Regions from separate parts of the Xenopus laevis genome. Here region 1 is linked to region 2. A link is a contact called in public Hi-C data. All regions are on one chromosome and are shown on one strand. Each heading gives the region's core, a stretch centred on a gene start, on an enhancer-like site or on the middle of the called end of the contact. The rest is flanking DNA. Distances are from core to core; before and after follow the strand shown. Region 1 overlaps gse1.L (genetic suppressor element 1). Region 2 overlaps gse1.L (genetic suppressor element 1).

Region 1 (6,784 bases), core at 1,862-4,361, 110 kb before region 2:
TAACACTGCTATGTGGCACTGATGTTTATGTAAATAGACTTATGTTGATGGATTTAATATCTATTCATTGCTGAGCTGACTGATACCTATGCAAAAAGAATTATATCAGCCTGCTCTTCAGAAACTTGTGTGACTGAGCGGAGATACTGAATGGGGTGGATTGAAGTAGGAGGGAGACTCAAGGTGACAGAATGAGCGAGTGTGTGTCACCAGCTGACTGTCTGACTCACAGGAATTCTGGAATCCCCCCTAGTAACCTCTGACCCTGCTTGATGATACAAGACGCCTTCTGTTTCTTTTCAGACTTTCAGGGGTCAGGGGCACATCTTTTCCACTCCCTTATTAAATATGTTTCTAACTCAGCACTGTAAATCAGTCAGAGACAGAGACAAAGTTTGGGCGTTTCTTGGAGACTCTACAGATTTTCATTTGACATACAAATTTTGGTCACTTTATGAAGTTGCTTAATTCTGCACATTTTGCACTAATTGTTTAGGTTCCCATTCAAGGCATACATACTGTACATAAACAGTACTTTCCACAATATATAATATGTCTATATATATATATATATATATATATATATTTATACACACAGTGTAGGACAATTGTGTGTATCTTTTTTTGCATCCAAAAGTGGAAGACAATCATGGGTAGGTTTTGTTTGCAGTAGTGGTGTTTTTGCAACCCCAACCCAAAACTGATCTGTACATAGGGTTGCCACCTTTTCTGGAAAAAAATACTGGCTTTCCTATATATTTATCTTTTTTCCCTATTAATAACATTAGGATCAACCATCATTTTTACAGGCCAGGCAGGTAAAATACCAGCCAGGTGGCAACCCTATCTGTACAGGGTTGGCCTGAGGTGTGCAAGGCCCACCGGGACTGCTACCCCAGGGGCCCCCACACTCCCACTGCCAGCCCCTCCACCCTCTGCATGCACCCCTGACACCTACCTATTACCCACTGCCAACCTTTCCCACTGTGTGTGCACCTTATACATGGCAGCTAGGGAGCAATGGCGGAGGGCAGCCGGGGATTGAGTCTGAGTCAGTGGGCACACAAAGGCCAGGGGCTACCAGGTTTTTTCCCGATGTCCTGTTGGCCCAGTCCGACCCTAGGCCTGTATGTCACTGCCCTAAGGGTAAATAAAATAATTAGAATTTCTGTGAACACAAATCCTTGATTTTGCCCTTATTTTTTGTTGGGGCAATAAATGTGGATACCTTTTTGGTAGCCTTTGTGTGGGGCTCTTCCAGCTGCTTGTGCAACTGACCCATATATGGACCTTTAGCGAGCTATCTATTGTGCAGGATTGAGAATCTGTTGTCATGGACTGCATTGGTGCATTGATGTGGCCCTCTCATAAGAGCTCCCCATATGCTCCCATTATGATGTGATTGTTGGCCATGGGCTGAACAATTGGATCATCATGATTTGGCCCATCATGTTGGTGGCCAAGTTAGATCAAAGTCTGCTAGTCTGACAACCTCACCATACGAGGCACCTGCCAGCCCAGTGCAAAACTGGACCTGTATGTTACTGTTCTAGGAGGAAACAAAATAATTAGAATCTCCCTGACCACAAATCCTTAGGTACTGATTTTGGCCTTATTTTTTGTGGGGGTTGGGGGCGATACATGTGGATATCTTTTGGGAAATGTAAGAAAAGTTGCAACATTTGCACAGGTCTACCTACAAAGTTGAGAGCAACACACAATGTATATGTAACTGGATAATGGGAGAATGAGGGAAGAATGAGCAATTACAGGAAATCCAGAATTAGCTTTCTGTAAGACCCAGGGGAAGTAGAAATGAAATCCTGACTGATATTGAACATTATTTTCATTCTAAATAACTATATAAATGATCAGACAGTATTGTACCAGTCATGGCAATATTTTCATCATCATTATGATTATTATTATTATTATTATTATTATTATTATTATTATTATTATTATTATTATTATTATTATTAATACAAAGAGCAGTGGGGTTTAATTAAAAAAAACTTTGAGTGCAGTCTAAATTTCTGGCCTTCCTGATATATTTGGCCTGGAAGTCTGCATCAGCGAAAGAGGATTGGGCACCGTTTTGGGCCAATTACTGGTCAAGTGCTTAGAAAATCTCTCTTGTTGGCAACTCTGGTGTTAATTGCAGTTTAAAATGCTACATTATCACAATGCGAATAAGACCATGGCTTTAGACCTACATTTGAAAAGCAAACATTGTAAACCATAAATAGCACATGATGTGTAACATGACTGGCTGTTTTTTATGTATGATAATTGCAATATCACAAGCTAGGTTAAATCCTTAGTGGGATGGGCGTATACTCAGGGAGTGTTTCTTCCTAAGGAGAGAGGGGGCAGGGAGATATCTAATCAGTGATAATTAAAATTACTAATGTTTCCTTGATGGCTGCTGTTTTAAATCAGATAGCTGCGTGGCCTTTCAGCACTCTGCCTTGTAACCCAATTAATGTTACTTGGCAACTGAAGGGTTGTTAGAACAAGAGCCCCTGAAGGCCTGACCTCCTGACTGCTTGTGTTTGGGGCTTTCCTCTTTATTTTTTGCCCTTTGCCCTTCAAGACCTTTAAAGTCTGTATTTGATACTTTGTATGAAGCCTCTAGCTGAGAGGTCAGTGGGTTTTTTAACCATATGAATGACCTGCGTGACCCTTCTGCTCTGTCACACATCTAGAATTGCATGCGTGAACTTGTGTGTGTGTGTGTGGTTGGAGGGATTGGGGGATGGGATGGTAACCATTCATCACCTTGCCTGTGTTCCTATCTGTAACAAGCACCTGCTGTAGTTGAAACATTGGGATCTCTCTGCCAGCAATAAAGACACGGTGGGCAGATGCTATAAGGATGAAGGCATTAATATATGTATATAATATATCACATCTATATAGAAGGACAGAACATGTAAAGGATTGTCCTTAGATACCTGATACCAAAAGCAACCCTTCTCAGGGCACGGGGTAGCCTGGGGCCAGATGGACGAGTCCTGATGTGTGTGTGGCAGGGCACAGGTGCTGATTAAGCTGCTATGGCATCCCAAGCACTCCTTCCCCCTGCAGAGGATTAGCAGTCAGGGACGGCAGGCTGTATGTGTGAGCTGCTCAGATAGAGGAAAGCAGTAACAGTCCCTCAGTGTAATCACTGGAAGGGAATGCAGGATTCTTTAGTATTCCAGGAGAGAGGGGAGATAACAAGCCAGCAATCTGCTTTCCTCACAGAGCCACCCTGAGCAGCTGATAAGCAAGGGCACTGAGCAACTGCCTGCCATCTGCCACTTGCAGCCCTATTATCTATCATTCACGGGCCAAGATAGGTCTAACGGGATTCTGTCTGGAGAGGGCAGAGGCTTCTGGGTAATCTCAGCTACGGGCATGTGCAACATCCCCCAGGGAATGTTGAATTTCCTATTTGTAGATGATTTTTCTTATACCTACTATATTTGCTGTAAGTGTTTTTCAGGGGCTGAACTGGATGTAACTGCCCATTAACAGAATTACAAACACACCCCTTCGATTGTTAGTGCACCCACAAATTATGGGCAGATTTTGATTCTTATATTATGACAGGAGGCCTGCTTAACCTGGGATCAAACCAAGAATCCCTGCCACCTAAAATATATAGAGAAGAAATGGATAGTGAGTTACAGACAAAACCTCAGCTTTCCACCACTGATTTCGGATTCAAGTTCCTTACCAGGTTAGGAAAAGTCTTACCTGGTAGAGTGTCTAAACGGATGGTATTTTGTTTGTAACCTGTCACACGTGTTGGTCTGTGTTTGTATGTATTGTTCTATAAGATCTGCTTTTTTGTGCTGAGAAATACATATCTTTATTTGGTAATGTTTTTTTGTAGTTCCATGCAAAGAATGACATTTTCTACAGTCTGGTAATTATAAAGTAGACTGCCCAATAGGCAGCTATTTGCAGGCCGTAAGGGGGCATATTGAATTATTCCCCCCCAGGAAGTAGTGAACAATTTTAGCATCCTTCACAGTCATGTAAGTAGATGTAGTTCACATCTCCAACAGTTGAAAGTGTAGCGGAGAACGGATGAGCCTTTTTCTGTTGTTGTCAACTCTATTTGGTTAGGGCGCATGGGTTGCTCTAACGCAGTGGTCCCCAAGCAGTAGCTCATGAGCAACATATTGCTCACAATCCCTTGGATGTTGCTCCCAGTGACCTCAAAGCAGGTGCTTATTTTTTAATTTGTGGTTTGGAGGCAAGTTTTGGTTGTATAAAACCAGGAGTACTGACAAACAGAGCCTCCTGTAGGCTGCAAGTCCACATAGGGGTTGCCAAATAGTCAATCACAGGACTTGCTTGGCACCCCCAGGGACTTACTTAATGCTGTGTTGCATTGAATGTGGCTCATGGGCAGTAGCTCTCCACCAATGAGGCGAGTTGAGGCATTCGGCTCAGGCGGCAGCGCACCCATGGTTGGCAGGGGTGGCAAAAATGGTGCTCTTAGTAACTTTAAAAGCCGAATTTAAAGTTTTGCTCTCTGTTAGCGGGGGGGGGGGCGCATTTCGAACGCTGCCTCAGGCGTCGTAACAGGCTGGAGCGCACCTGTTCACAGGGAAAAAAGGTTGGGGGCTCCTGCTCTAACGCCTGCAGTGATCACATGGGGCACATGATGTGCTTTCCTCTAGCATTGAGGCATACACAGGGTTATTTAGTAGAACAGTTGGAAGCTCTACTATAGTGTTATTAACCATGGTGTAAGTAGGGTTGCCACCTTTTCTGGAAAAAAATACCGGCCTTCCAATATATTTCTCTTTTTTTCCCTATTAATAACATTGGGATCAACCATAATTTTTACCGGCCAGGCTGGTAAAATACTCCTAGGTGTAACCCACAAGTGCAGTAGTGTGTAGATTTGAGGTACAGGTATGGGACCTGGGGTTTACAGATCTTTCTGTAATTTGGATGTTCATACTTGAAGTGTACTAGAAAATCATTTAAACATTAAAGAAACTGAATACAGGGCCGGAACTAGGGGTAGGCAGAGCAGGCACGTGCCTAGGGCGCAAAGTTGGGAGTCTCAGTGTGTAACAAACTCCTCTGCATGGCATTATAACTTGAAATTAATTGTGTGACATGTGTACTGTGCCTGTTTCAGCAATTCATTTTTATTAATATATAGGGGGGTAATAGTTCACCGTTCTTGATGTAGACAGCAGTAGTCGATGGGCAAGGGCACATGTTAGGGTTGCCATCTTTCTTCGGTTAAACTCTGGACTGGGGGGCGGGACAGTTACGTTGTGGGGGCGGGACTGTGATGTTGCGGGGGGTGGGTTGTCAGGGGGGTGGGGCAATGCCGGGTTTTGACCCCGGTAGTCCTTCAAAAAAAACGGGCTCTCCGGGTCAAAACCGGATAGGTGGCAACCCTAGCACATGTTATGTTTCCAACGCTTTTCTCCGTCTACTGTTTGTATTCAGGCAGAGAGAACCATATCTATACTGATCAGCAGCTCAGCCTATCTGCACTGAGTACAGCATCTGTAGTGTAGTTAGTGTATCTAGCCACAGCAGAAAAAACCATGAAAGCAGATATTTATTCTCGTGATTAGAGTGGATCCACAAACCACAGGCAGAGAGAATGTTGGACATGTAACATGTGCCCTTGCCCTAAAACTATTTGCAGTTTTTTTTTTTCTAGAAAAATTTAAAAAGAGACTTTCAACAGGGATTATTTCAGTTATAAAGCAGAAGTGTGTTTAAAAAACATATAATCTCAGAAACATTTTCTGAAAAATCGACCACATTACATTTGGCGTCTTGTTGACAGAAGACATTGATGTACTGTAAGTGGAGTGTGAACACAATGACAAAGTTATCAGGCGCAGCACAGTATGGAGGCATAATGCTGGTACAGATTTATCAGTGTTAAAAGTATGCCTGCAATAAATTCCCATTAGAGGCATAACAATAAACACTTTACACAGGCCAAGAGCCTCAACTATCTATACTCCATACCAGAGAACAGTAGTCCGTTCCATTAATCCCAGCTCTTCTCAATGCTGTCTACAGGCATCTATTATTAAGTTGGAATTCAGTTTTTATGTGTGCCACAGATAGGGTTGCCACCTTTTCTGGAAAAAATTACTGGCCTTCCTATATATTTAACTTTTTTCCCTATTAATAATATTGGGATCAACCATCATTTTTACTGGCCAGGAGGGTAAAATACCGGCCAGGTGGCAACCCTAGGCACAGAGCAGTAATCAGCGAATTACCTGCACCAGATTAAAAGTTTTTTCTCATTTACAGTATAAGGCATGTGTGAGCTTGATGATAGGAGCTATTATAAATCAACTACTAGTTGTAAACCCTACAAGTCCTCTCTCATGCCTCTGTCTTTTTGCTGTGGTATTTACCTAATGTAACTTTTTAATGGCTTATGGGCAGATCATAGGAGCATATTGTGGGGTGTTTATTTGCGTGCAGGAAATTGTAGGCAACAAAACCACCGAAAACACCTTTGCATGTAAGCCAACAAACTTACATAATCATGTGAAAATACAAAAGAAGGCAACGTGTATAAAAGCAGCAGGACCAGAGTAATAACTTGATGTCTACATATTACTTCCAGACCTGCACTAAATGAACTCATAGATCTCCTTGAGTACAAACAAACTGGTGTCAATTCTGTTTTGTTGTTGTTGTGTCCTTCTCCACAGTATTACTCCTTGGCCTGATAGTCATCACTCTTTGCTAGACTTAATGTCCAAGACTCTTACTCCCTCCTTCTTTC
Region 2 (6,429 bases), core at 450-2,949:
CCACTTTGCCTGCTTTGGTAGTCAACTAATATTCAGCACCTCCACCTAACTAACTAACTAAAAACCAAAGCAACCAAACATTTTTAAAGTATAAAATGCCAGAGATCAAGCAGAAAACATTGTGGCAAAAAAAGAAGCCAAATAAAGAAGTGGGTTAAGCTATTAACACTGAAAGGTGTTGGCTGCACAAGAGGCAGAAGCACCAACATTCTCCCCCCATTTCCTTTGCCTGAGGTTTAGCACCTTATAAAATGTGGGTAAGTTTTACTTTCTATTTTGTTGTATCTAGTACACGTGAAACCTACAGGGCAGATTTTGGCCATATTGGTGTGCACGGAATAAAATGATAAATTCTATATCAAACACTGCTTATATCTTCATAGATGGAGATCTTGTCTTGCAAAAGAGCTGCAGATGTGCTCTGGCTGCTCCATTCAAGGAAACCTCTTTAAGCACAATGGCTGGCATCTAGAACCAAAACTTCAAGCTAACCAGCTGTTAACCAATCCAAAAGGATCATGCAGCTGTTTGTTGGTCAGTCAGATCCAAGCAGCGTGAGCAGGAACAAGTGCAAAAAGCAATCCAACCTATGTAGTGATGTATTTGCTAATGATTGTTGTCTATTAGTATTAGACTCAGCTTTCAGTTTAGTCTCATTTAAATCTTGTTAGGTAATATCAAAAAACATATGGTTAAAACTTGTATGTAGGTGGATGCAATTGTAGGTGGATGCATTGTCTATATTTAAATTGTTGGATGCTCTAAAGTTACTGACAATTTTCAGGTTTTAACAAGGTACCATGCCTATGAAAACCTATGCCCATAGTTAATTGTCTCTTGGAAATGTGGCAGCCTGCCTCCTGCCAGCATCGAATTATGGTTCTGATCTTCATTGGTTCAATGTCACTTCTAAGGGCAGGGGCACATGGGCAGATTCAGGGAGATTTAGTTGCCTGGCGACTAATCGTCTCTTCTGTGGGTCGACAATCTCCCCGAACTGCCTTCCCCCTGCTATAATGAGAAAACACCAGCGCAATGGTACTCGCCGTGCTTCGATTTACGAAGTTGCCTCACAAGGAAATTTCGGGTGACTTTTGGAAATCAAAGCTCCGCAAGTGCATTGGCGCAGGCGATTTTTCATTTTAGCAGGGGGAAGGCAGCTCAGGGGGGTTGTAGCCCTGCAGAAGAGGCGATTAGTCACCAGGCTACTAAATCTCCCCGAATCTGCCCATGTGCCCCTGCCCTAAAACTGGACACTTTGCGACCTTATAGGGAAGTGCAAAACTGGATCATTATCACCCTCATAACATCTCTATGACTGGTAGCAGTTCATGGTAACCGTGCGGCATAGTCGATGTGTGGATAAACTGCAGAGGATCTGACCAAATATGGCAGGAGCTCAAACATAACATATACAAGGCAAATCATTTTGATAGGGTTTCATTAAAGAGTAGAGATGTGCTAAGTTTCTCTGGACTTGCTAGGGCACAACTGTGCTATTTAAGGTATTGCAGTTACGATAATCCATTATTATAACTAACCCTATTAAAACCTTCAGCCCTAAGCGCCGCAGGAATAAGTTAAGAGGATTGCTGTTAGGAACCAGGAACAAAAAGGTTAAGTGCTTGTGTGCGTATGTATGTGTAGTGTAAACACAGTGCATTTTGTACAAGCTTATGTCTGCAGTCTTGAGTTAAACCTAAAGCCATATCCTCACACAGGGTGTGAATAGGGCCCGTCATCAGCTAATCCCTAGTTTATGGCAGAGTCCGTGGCTTTCCATCTCCCACAGACAATGCCAGATCCGTGTTTACCTTGCAGAGTATCTCCCACACCCACTAGATAAATACGGGCAGGCGCATCGCGGGTTTCGTGAGCCACAGAATGTCTTTTGGGTGCTGTAAAAATTAGCACATCTTGCCAGCAGCACCCTCCTCCCTCCTCTTTCTGAAGCAGCCCTGTGTTGTATTAACAGTTTCGTTGCTCATTTGTAGTACAATAGAATGATGCGTGGCCAATTAATACTGGGTGCTGTGCAGAACACGGTGCTGCTAGGGAAACTGCTCAGAGCGAATGGTGTGTTGATGACTTTGGTCTAGATGGGGATGTGGTACATTAAGGCAGTATGTTCCACACCCCCCCCCATGTATACTGTAAAAGCAGGAACTCAAAACAGAGGCTTCTGTCTTTGTTTAAATGCATGCAAATGCAAAAGTTTGTTTATGCTTCCTTAGGTGCAGAGCAACATGCAAATTCTAAACAGTGTGTGTGTGTGTGTAGTGGGGCAGGTAGCCAACGTCAGCTGTTTATATGCTACAATAAAGAAACAGATAGCAGTATACACACTTAACCCCTTCGATTTTTACTTCTGCCTATCGTGTATATTAATCTTCTTGGGAGATATAACATTAAATTCTTTGTTGAATTCATTATTTAGTAACCTATGGCCTCAGTGAAGAGTCATGTCCCACACCTGCCCTGGCACAGTATAGTACAGACATTCATTCTGAGAACCCCTATGAATCTGCTCACAATGGAATGCACCTGTTATAAATATCAGACGCTAAATTACAGATAGGGCATGTATTATATGGAAGTGCAGTATCATAAAGGGTACATGAGTGGCTTATTCTGTATTGCATGAAAGGTAGCCTTGGGTCAATATATACTATCACGTGAATACAATCATTAATATTTGCAGCCATACTGTATGTTTTTGAATATTCTTTTAGCATCGAAGAGGTTAATTTTGCTGTCCATTGATCATACTGGAAAGTGCCTTGTTAACACACCCTGGTGTGATAACCTTGTGAGACCTCAAAATATTTCACTGGGAGTTATCACTAGGGTTCAGAGCCAAATCAAACACTGGTAAATGCACACAGAGTGGTGTCATTCTCTGCAGTTTCCAGTCAACCACTACTCATGTGTAAGACCTTTAACTATCCTATTCACAAAGCATATTTACCATATAGTCCATTTCATTACTATGAGAAGAGCCTGTTTCATGCACTATATTTTCTCTGTTACAGAAAGTATCTGTAGATTACATTGTAAATTGCACAATAGGTGTTGTTTTAGTTGTAGCCCGTGTCCAGCAGTTCATTCTGATTGGTCAACTGCAGTGATGGCAAAATTCTAATTGGCTGGCACTCTACTTCCGGGTAAAAATGCACCTGTTTGGTGCCGTAGTGATACAAAGTAGACTATGCTTAATTGCTCTCAAGAGAGAGGAATTTTCAAGTTAGAATAAGAGGTAAGCAATATGTCAGCTTGTCTATAAATGTATAAAATATAAAAATGCAGAAATTAAATGTTCAGCTCATACAATACTTTCTCTTCCTCCACCCACTCCACATCACAGTTAAAAGACCACACAGACATCAGCGCTAAAAAAGGTAACCCCCCCACACGTTATAAAGTTATAAAAAACTATTGGGGACCAGGGCCCCCCCTTTAAGTTAAAAAATATATATTGTAACCAGGGCCCCCCATAACGTGTTTTTTTAAAAAAAAAAAAAAGCATTGGTGCCAGGGCCCCCCTTACAAGTTAAAAAACAAATTGGGGCCCCAGAGAACATTTTTTTTAAAAAAACATTGGTGCTAGGGCCCCCCTTACAAGTATAAAAAAACTTGGGGTCCCAAAGAATATTTTTTTAAAAAAACATTAGTGGCAGGGGCCTATAGAGTATTAAAATAATACATTGGTGGCCAGGGGATTAAAAAAATATAAAAAACACACATTGGTGTTCAGAGGAATTGAACTCGTGGCTTCAGGACTTCAACTTTGCCTCCTTTTTGTGACTTCGGGTCCTTTCACCACTTCAGGACTTCAATTACGTCTGTTATCGTGACTTCGGGTCTCCGTGGCTTCAGTCTGTTCGCCTCTTCGGCTTTTTCGGTACTTCCACATTTCCACTGTTCGGGACTTCGGAAGGAGGCGGCACGGCTTTGGTGCTGTCAAGGGGGCCCCGGCTCTTTCGAAAAGTTCAGCACTGCCGGGCCAGGTACACTTGTACCCCCTGTGCCCCCCTGATGGCGGCCTTGTGTATACCCATATCTATACTAACAATAGAATTTAGTATCACACTAGCCTTTATGATACTTCATTTTCCGAAGTTGCCCGAAGTCTCCCCAGTAGCTTTGTGTGCCCCTGCCCTTATGGGTAAAAAGGCACTATGCTATTTGTCTATAAATAGACCGGTTGACCTATGTTGGTGAGTAATTTTGCTGGAAAGATTGAAACAGTACACTAAGAAAATCGATTTTCTACTGGCATATAAAAGGGTTAGAAGGATGGAGAAAATGGCATTGTTTGTGCCATGGTGTAATGCAGGGCAGATGACCCAGGCCCTAAACCTGACACCAGAACAGTGCCATAAAATTGATCAGGCCTTTTACACTTAGTGCTCAGCTGCCCTTGTATGTACATACATGTTTGTGCTGCTCCCGGTTCTTTCTTACTTGCCCTGTGAACATACTGCATTGAATTCATAGACCTCTTAAGCAATTCTATATTGGCAAAGTAATTTATCACTAAAAGAAAGCGATTACCCCAAATTCCCTTCAAATCTCTCTAGATTTTGTTAGCTACATTTTAACCCAGGCCTGTGAAAAATGGGTAAAGGGAGAGGTCTCTGCTACCCGCCAGCATGATTCATGCAAAGAGGCTCCCCTCCCATCCTGCTAGAGCAATAAATAGTGATTTTGCCATCTGCACACTTCGGAGCACAGACTTCTGATAATTGATGTCAGACATCTCCCTCTCTGGCCATATTTTACAAGGTAGCATGAGTTGCCAGAAACTCCATTATTCTGAAAATCATAAAATGTTTAAAAAAAATTAGTACAGGGTGTTCAGATGTGAACTGGGAAAGGGATCTGCATATGATACTTTAACCACTGAGCTGCCAGACTAATTGGAGAGGCAGAACTTAATTATAAAATACAGGACTAAACAGGAGCAAAGGCCTTTAATTATTGTAGACAGTAGTCTGGAGAAAATTTGATACGTTAACCTTTTTTATTGTAGATAGAAAATACAGTTCAGAACTGGTGCTCCTGGCCATTTCCAGCTCTGTTATTTAGAAAGTTGATCTGCTGTGCTTGGTGCAATTTTCCATTCTTTTATAAGCCCCTAACAGCTCAGAGGGATTTCTCTTTTGTTGGATAGGACAATATTTGGAACATAGTGAAAATGAGGCACAGATGTTGTAAGACTCGATGCAAGAGCAGAGTATAAAAAAAATCTCTGGGTGCCTTTGCCTACTAATGAATACATCCATGCCATGTAACCTCTATAGTTGAACGCACACATCTTATCACCCCCTCTATGGAACCTTTCATGGACAATGCCCAGAGCCAGGCTTCTCCTGTGTGGCTCAGTTGCTAGGCCTTGGCCACTATATCTAGAGCATTTGCTCAAATATGGTTTCTGCAGCAGTCTGTTAGAAATCTAATCCTGGTAAAGATTGTGCAAAAGACATCCTCCCCTGTCCTATTTTCTTTCTTTCCTTTGGCAGAAGAGCGTGTGCTTTTAGACAGAATGTACCTAGTGTCAGGGGAAATGATGGAGTGCCACTCGTCTAGCAGTGTAAGTACTACTGTGCGGTAGATATATCAGGAAATGTGCTTTGTGGTGGGAAGTGGGTATATATAACAGGATCTTATACAGGCTCACACTTATGAGAAAGACATTGGATTGGCAGGCAGGCAATACTTGTTGTATTCATGGATTTCATATGCATGATAGATTAGATCTCAGCCATAAGGGTTTATAGCTTGCTGTTCCTGTGACATGCAAAAGCACAAGAAAATCCCCTCATCAGGGAGTTTTACAAAAATGCATACTGTCCAATTAAAAGCACAAATAAAGCAACTATTTGCTGCCATCAAGTGGCTAGCGGTAGATCTGGCATGTCATGTCTTGCACTGCCAGGGAAATTTTGTTTCTTTGGTTTTCAGTATTGTGCAATTCCCTCTGGTGTTAGGATGGCCCCTGTAAGCATTTTATATCAATGACCACCAGTGAATGTGAAGATTTGTAGTTCAATGGCAACAGTAGGAAAATGAGATTTCAGATGTTTGCCCATCCATGTTTCATAGAGAAAATTAGCTGACACTGGGGATACAGAAAGTGTCGTTAAGTAGCAATTAGGCATGCATGTAAAGAGTTTCCATCCTTAAGATATGTCTTTATGTGGAAAGAATGAATTTGTTGAGAGTTTGGAGGGTATGTGCAGCAATTAAGTTTGCTTGTTATTGTTCCATTTATTGCCAGGATATAACATGACAAAGGTAGTAAAAAGCAGTTGCAGTGAAATGCTCTCCACAAAGTGAGTGTGTTGAAAGGTACAGCATTTGATTTTCATAAGATTCTTGCAAATATTTCTGCTGTACGCATGAACCCTTGGCTATAGCATGTAGTGT

The links. A called contact is a pair of places that touch in the nucleus more often than the background predicts.
Region 1: a contact with region 2 is called in a Hi-C map of the XL177 cell line, with 2.4 times the contacts expected there. The contact joins two enhancer-like sites. A contact is called at or near these places in 3 of 4 Hi-C or Micro-C datasets (the XL177 cell line, the XTC cell line and animal cap).

Annotation. Positions count from the first base shown.
Region 1 is chr4L:59,066,983-59,073,766 of Xenopus_laevis_v10.1, reverse strand. The region is part of intron 2 of gse1.L (genetic suppressor element 1); the gene reads left to right. Among protein-coding and RNA genes, the nearest start is that of gse1.L, 150 kb to the left of the region's middle. Within about 2 kb of position 3,111, at least 2 of the 7 cell types and tissues checked have an H3K27ac peak or open chromatin away from gene starts, as enhancers often do.
Region 2 is chr4L:58,960,886-58,967,314 of Xenopus_laevis_v10.1, reverse strand. The region is part of intron 2 of gse1.L (genetic suppressor element 1); the gene reads left to right. Among protein-coding and RNA genes, the nearest start is that of gins2.L, 58 kb to the right of the region's middle. Within about 2 kb of position 1,699, at least 1 of the 7 cell types and tissues checked has an H3K27ac peak or open chromatin away from gene starts, as enhancers often do.